Linked DNA regions of Mus musculus: region 1 is linked to region 2. A link is a contact called in public Hi-C data. All regions are on one chromosome and are shown on one strand. The core of a region is the stretch at or near the end of the contact, and the rest is flanking DNA. Distances in the headings are between cores, read along the strand shown. Region 1 has its middle 56 kb from the start of Pdhx. Region 2 overlaps Cd44 (CD44 antigen).

Evidence for each region. Hi-C and Micro-C count contacts between places; a contact is called where the count stands out from the background.
Region 1: a Hi-C map of uterus shows a contact between it and region 2, with 4 times the contacts expected there. The contact joins two enhancer-like sites. A contact is called at or near these places in 1 of 39 promoter capture datasets (the 3T3-L1 cell line), 2 of 15 datasets of contacts at CTCF or cohesin (CD8 T cells and the NIH/3T3 cell line), 26 of 484 Hi-C or Micro-C datasets (the 3T3-L1 cell line, the AML12 cell line, B cells and 16 more) and 6 of 115 datasets of contacts at active chromatin or transcription factors (CD8 T cells, cardiomyocytes, embryonic fibroblasts and 3 more).

Annotation. Positions count from the first base shown.
Region 1 is chr2:103,015,796-103,018,811 of GRCm38.p6, forward strand. No RefSeq gene overlaps it. Among named protein-coding and RNA genes, the nearest start is that of Pdhx, 56 kb to the right of the region's middle. Within about 2 kb of position 1,711, at least 18 of the 459 cell types and tissues checked have an H3K27ac peak or open chromatin away from gene starts, as enhancers often do. A contact at or near this core is called in uterus, where this site is marked.
Region 2 is chr2:102,818,495-102,821,940 of GRCm38.p6, forward strand. The region is part of intron 8 of Cd44 (CD44 antigen); the gene reads right to left. Among named protein-coding and RNA genes, the nearest start is that of Gm13872, 73 kb to the left of the region's middle. Within about 2 kb of position 2,062, at least 31 of the 459 cell types and tissues checked have an H3K27ac peak or open chromatin away from gene starts, as enhancers often do. A contact at or near this core is called in uterus, where this site is marked.

The sequences.
Region 1 (3,016 bases), core at 461-2,960, 200 kb after region 2:
AGTCAAGGGCACAGTGCGAGAAACTAATGCATGCTAGTGGTCAGTTTGCTCTTTTTCATTCAGTTTAAGACCTAGCTTATGAAAGGTTGGGTTAGAGTGGGGTCTTTCCACCTCAGTGAACCAACTACAGAAATGAGGCATATCCACGGAGCTGAGTCCCTCATTGAGACTCCCTTCCCAGATAATTCTAAACCATTTCAAGTTGACAAAATCATCACATCTACAATGGGATAGATCCGCAAACATTTTACCATTATGTCTTACTTCAAATTAATGACATTTCACTTCTCTGCATCACCACCAGTCACTCAGCCTTAAATTTACCCTTAAATTCTTCTGCCTGCTTTACAAATCTCAAGTGTCTTATCTGTCATTTCTCCTTTACAATAAACATGAGGCTAAACTTCAATGGAAGACAGCAAGATGACTGCAGAGTCCAGCTGCTGCATGACTCATTAGTAGAGAAAGTGATGCTGGTTCTGCAAAGCCCTGGAAGGCAACCCTCACTTGGCCTGGTAATCACCCACTAATGCTCTGCCCAATACACACACCATGTGCTCCAGGCCTCCTGCCCTCACCTGTGTCCTGGAGGACTGCTTACTTATTTGGTGGCTATGCATATATCTGGTCTGGGTAAGTCAATGAACTCTGTAATCTGCTATTAGCCCTTGACTAAGATTGGAGGCTAATGTAGTTATTCATATAGAAGACAGGAGCAACTGGGATTGAAACTAAGGTAACTATTTTTGAGTTCTGAACATGGAGCAGAATTCAAAACTAAAATGCTCTTTATTAAATTTATGTTTTAATTACTTTTCCTTCTGGAGACAGAACAGGATGGTACCTACTGTGAGACCCAGATTGGCCTGCAAGTCATGATCCTCTTGCCACCTCTTCCCGAATGCTGCATGCTATTCTGTCTGGATGAGTTTGTTTGCTGTTACTCTCCTCTTGTTGTCCAGGATGGTCTCTAATATGTGCACTCCAGTGATCTTCCCGCATCTGTTCCTCTGCAGCTGGGACCACACACAAGTACCATCGGCTTATCGATATATTTTATTCCTAGAGGCACCAAGCCCTAAATCAATGGTTCTCAAACTGTGGGTCATAGATCCTTTGGGGATCACAATTCAGATATCATGCATATCAGATATTTATATTATGATTCATAACAGTAGCAGGAGTAAAGTTATTAAATAGCAATGAAGTAACTTCATGGTTGGGGGTTGGTCACAACCTAATAAAATGTCGCAGCATTAGGAAGATTAAGAACTACCTCCTTAAATGTTTTACGCTTCAGTTTTATTAAGGCTGTCACTGGGAGTTATATGTAAGTCATGACTCTTGATTTTAGTACTTCACAGATGTATTTTTAATGGAAACAAACCAAAAATCCCTCAGTACCTCATGTGCAATCTAACCAGGACACAGAAAGGAACTACAAAGAAAATACGAGCCAAGTGTACATGTTTTTATTTGTATGTTGTACTTAAACTTTTTATAGGTCTCACTGTACATGAAGTGACATCGCTGAAGAACTTCAGTAGAACGAGCTCAGCCAATGTCCACCTGAGAATGTTGTGTGTAATGTTGTTAAAGCTTTGTACCACATGGATATAGGCTCAATCCCAGATGCAGCTCTTAGAGCTTAGCTCAGTTCATGTAGTCTCTGAGTCTGTACACGTTATCTAAGACTATAAAGGAGGGCTGCTATAAAGCAAGATACACCTCCCACACAGAACTGAAGAGATGATGTAAGATAAGCAGTTGCCACACAGAGGATCTTTCCCCTCCTCCATAGATAAGAATTATTAAGACACAGGATAAGCTTACTGCCAAAAGCCTAGTAATTTTAAACTAGGCTGACACTAGGCAGAAAATACTCCTCCTGATGAGCAAGCATGCAGATTAAATGAATTCTTAGAAAAGGATGTTCCCACAGAGCAGAAGCTAAGGCACTGGGAGGGGTGATCATCTACCAAGCTCTATCCTGTAGCTTCCTGATAAGTAGTATTCTCTGCCAAGCGGACTGAGGGGCCACGGATAGAAAGTAAGTGGGGCCAAGAGGTGGTGGTGCACACCTTTAATCCCAGCACTAGGGAGGCAGAGGTAGGTAGATCTGAGTTTGAGGTCTGCCTGGTCTACAAAGGGAGTTCCTGGATAACCAGGGCTACATACATTGAGACCCTATACAAAGTTTAAGTGTAACATACACATAAAAACTTAACCTTGTGTCCAGTTTATGCTTTATAAAGGCTTGACTAATGTGTATCTCATTTGGCCACAACAGACAAATCTTTAAAGATCTACTTGTCTGTGACAAGAATAACTATGAATCTCATAAAGAAAAAAATTTAAATACATTTAGATGAGAAAATCTTGACTGATCGTCCTAATGTTCTCTCAACTTTTAACAGAAACCTATATTTCCCTTAAACTTATGTCCTTGGTGGTATAGTTTAAATCAAGGAGCATTGACAATACTCACTTTCTCAGAAAGAAAAAGGTGGCTCAGAGTTGGAAAATCAGGGAAGTGACTTCTAATTTGTGAAAATAAACTATATGATCAAAGACACAAACTAACAGTAACTTTCCAAAGTTCATCTGCAAACGACTTTAGCAAATTTCAATTAAGGGTGCTTAAGAAATGGTTCAGTGGTTAGCTGCTCTTGCAAAGGTCCCAAGATCAGTTCTCAGCACTCACATGGCTGCTCACAAGTGCCCGAAACTCCAGTTCCAGGCAATCCAATGGCCTTTTCTGGCCTCTGTGGGCACCAAATATGTTTATCTAAACTATTTTTAATTAAAGAGGCTCCTCATTGTTCTATAACTTAGAAGATAAACTACTTTGTTCCAATTGCCTCCTTCCAAAACCAATGCAGATGCCAGAAAGGCAAATAACCATGCAGAACTATTCAAAATGTCTTTATGAGACGATCACTCTTTTATTTACAAGTTTAGATGTGTCCTGAAACCATGCTACTTGCTGTATCACATATAAGCACCTCACTCCTCT
Region 2 (3,446 bases), core at 812-3,311:
ACAAAGAACAATTTAAAATCCACTTCTTAGAATTTGCTTTAACAAACGCATCCTTGTGATTAACACTCTAGCTACCTCCAAGCGCCCAAAAGAACGATTTGCTATGCTGCTCTTTTCTCTATGGATGTGCAGCCTGGACATCTCCAAACCTGTGCTATTACATGCCCGCCCTTCAGCTCATATTATTTCTAAATAAAAATTTTTCCTGAGGGGGAAACATCTTACTTCTGTGATAGAATGAGTCTAAAGTCACTATGATGGTAGCTTAGAGAGTAGACATGGACCATGATTATCCCTGGAGGAAGTCTCATGGATGGCACTCTTCTAGGATGCAGACCCAGTTCAAGTGAGCACCCATCAGACTAAGCCTGACTACTACACAACAGAAGGAAAAGCTTACCAAATCATGGAGATTTATGACTAGGCAAAGGTTCCTTAAAAATATCATCATTCTCATGAAAGGGAAGGCTGACGGGGCGTGCTCTGCACAGCTAGCATAGAATCTTTTGAGACCAGACCTGAGTTTGGAAGCTTTCTTTGGCAAGGCCCTGGAGGCTTTTCTCCTTTCCAGACACATCAGATAAATTCTTCAAGGGGAAGGTGCCTAAGGGCTGCTACTGTTGTGCCTCATCCAATATCTCCCGACACAACTGGCTCCTGATGCAACTTGCTCTTCTGGGGAGCACACAGAGCTCTAATTCAGGCTCCTGGTTTCATGAAGGCAGCAGGCAAAGCTGGTGTGATCATGCCAAGGGTGGGAAAAGTTGAGGAAACCATGGAGCACTCCCACCATCAATGATTGCTTATTTTTATTTTATATGCATGGGTGCTTTGCCTGCATGCATGCATGTATACCATATGTTTTCCAGGTGTCTTCAAAGCCCAGAGGCGGGTAGCAGATCCATGGATCTAGGGTTATGAAGCCACCATGTGGGTGCTGGGAACTAGACATGGGTCCTCCTCTAGCTAAGCCATCTCTCAGATGCCCATCCCATCAGGACCATTCAGATGCTGTGACTCTTGGAGAACTTTGCAATACAAATGCTGGGAGTTAGTATCTCTGCCTAATGCCACCTCTGGTTCAATGAGCACAAAGGGTGTCCTCAATGATAGCTCTGTGTGTTTGTGTGTGTGTGCGTGTGCGTGCGTGTGTGTGTGTGTGTGTGTGTGTGTGTGTGTGTGTGTGTGTGTGTATGTACACTCGTTCATGCATTTAGGTTTATTGGCTCCTGGGCATATGTGAGCATGGAGGCCACAGGTCAATGTTGGGTGTCTTTCTGAGTCACTCTCCACCTACTTTATTGAGACAGGTTTTTCCTCACTGAACCTGGTGCTCACCAATTTCACTAGACTGGCTAGCAGGCTCCAGGGAAAGACTCTTGTCTCTGACTCCCCAGTGCTGGGATTATGAGGTCACACCATCATGACCAGCCTTTTACATGGGTCCTGGGGGCATGAATCAGGCCCTCCTTTGTGCACAGCAATACGTTACTAACATAACCATCTTCCCAGCTGTCAGCCTGTCTTAGAACTCCATATATCTAAACCTCAAAACTGTTTTAGAGAAGAACGTGCTCTCCATATTCTCTCCTTCCTCATTAAAGCTAACAGCCGGAGATGCCTGCAAAAGATGCTTGTTGAATAAATGAATCCCCTCTGGACCAAACTTTCTTTGATGAAAATAGAGTTCCATATCTTTCATAAATGGAGTACTCAAAGCAGAAAGGCTCCTGCCTTCTAGCGGGATTAGAGATGGGCTATTAGCCTTAGGAACGCAGCACACATTAAGAGGCCCATGGGCTATTAGTTTTAGGAACACAACACACATTAAGGGGCCCATGCGGTCCTTAACCACTTTTCAGCAGTGTGGCAAATCTGTTTTCAATTATCAAATCAGGACACAATAATTTATGAAGTCCACGAAGCTGCTTTCCCGGTGAGAGGCTGGCTCAGCCAGCTTCTGCCTGCCCTGTTTGTGGGTTGCTAGGGTGATGGCTGGCCTGGGGACAAGGGGAGAGGAGGCCATGAGGTCCTTTCTCTGCTGCTGAGGAGACAGGGAGCCATGAGGGCTAAGATGCTACAATGTGCAAGATTCCAACTGCTCTCCAGGACAGCTGAGATGCTGAAGGAGGGGCCTCCATGCCAAGAGCATCTGGGACATCTCCATGGTGACATCTGCAAAGCTTATGGACTGTACATGTGACACATTCTAGGGCCTGAAATCAAAGGCTGATTCCAAAAAAAAGGAAGTTCATATTTAATTGAGCAAAAATAATCCAAGAGAAAACAGGGACGCCAAGAGGAAGAACAAAAGCGCTTCGAAGCACTTCTGCAGCTCCCAGATTTGTTTTCATGTAATCGTGGGAGCCCATAGGAGGTCTCTCATATTTTCCCCAGCCTTTGCTCCATGGGTGGGCAGCACTCATGACTAATAGTTTTCTTATTCCCTCAAAGGTATAGTTAGCAGCACCATGATTTGAGTGAGCACTGTCACGAGTTCTAAGCAGTGTAGAGCAGTGCTATCTGGTTTCTGTAGATGATGCGAAGCCCTCCAGAGACTGTGCGGGCCACTGGAAACAGTTTCTTATTCTTTCTGAACAGTAAGAACAAAGTGTTTATTTCTCTTCTGACTTCTCAGAATCTGAATCATTTGGGGACTGCGAGGTGATTTAGAGGCGCAGCAAAGGCAGCCCAGTTAAGCAGGAAGACTCCAACCTTCCAAGGGGCAATCCCAAGGGATATTTACAAACAGCTTCATGTCTGCAGCAGACATTTAGGAAAAAACAATGAATCTTTAAAACGTCTGGGTAGGAATTTAGACTTTTATTTTTAAGTGCCCTGGCTTAAAGTTCCCATCTCCTGGTGCTAGAGTTACTATTGTCCTGCATTTCACCTTGGGTAGCACTCTACTGAGAGGTTGCTTATAAATTAATTAAATATGCATAGTATATAAATGACTTTCAGAATACAGAGCCTTTGTTACTGTGGGAGAGAGGGGTTTCAAGGATGTGAAGACAACCATCTGCCCTTTCTGTGGCACTGGACCGACGATTCTCTAGTCTAGAGGATCATCAGTGCTTCATATACCTCACTGTGAGAAGAATTTCCCTAGGCAATGCCCCGAATCTCTTCAACTGAATCTTTCATAAAACACAAAATAATATCCTTAAAGAGAAACAAGCAGCAAAACGTGGCCCATGCCAATTTTGGGCAAAGATTCCAGAAGGTTCCATACGCTTCCAATGGTCAAAGGAAGATGACCAACTCTTGATTTGTTATACAACATTTTAAGCATTGGAAAAGCTTAGTTAATATTTGTTAAATGAGCCAGTGGTTGAGTATATACTTTAAGTGTCTTTCCAGTGAACTATTTAATAGCTTCTATCTGATAGTCAGCATATGGTTTAACCATGAAAAGTTTAGAAACAGTAAAACTCAAGCACTGG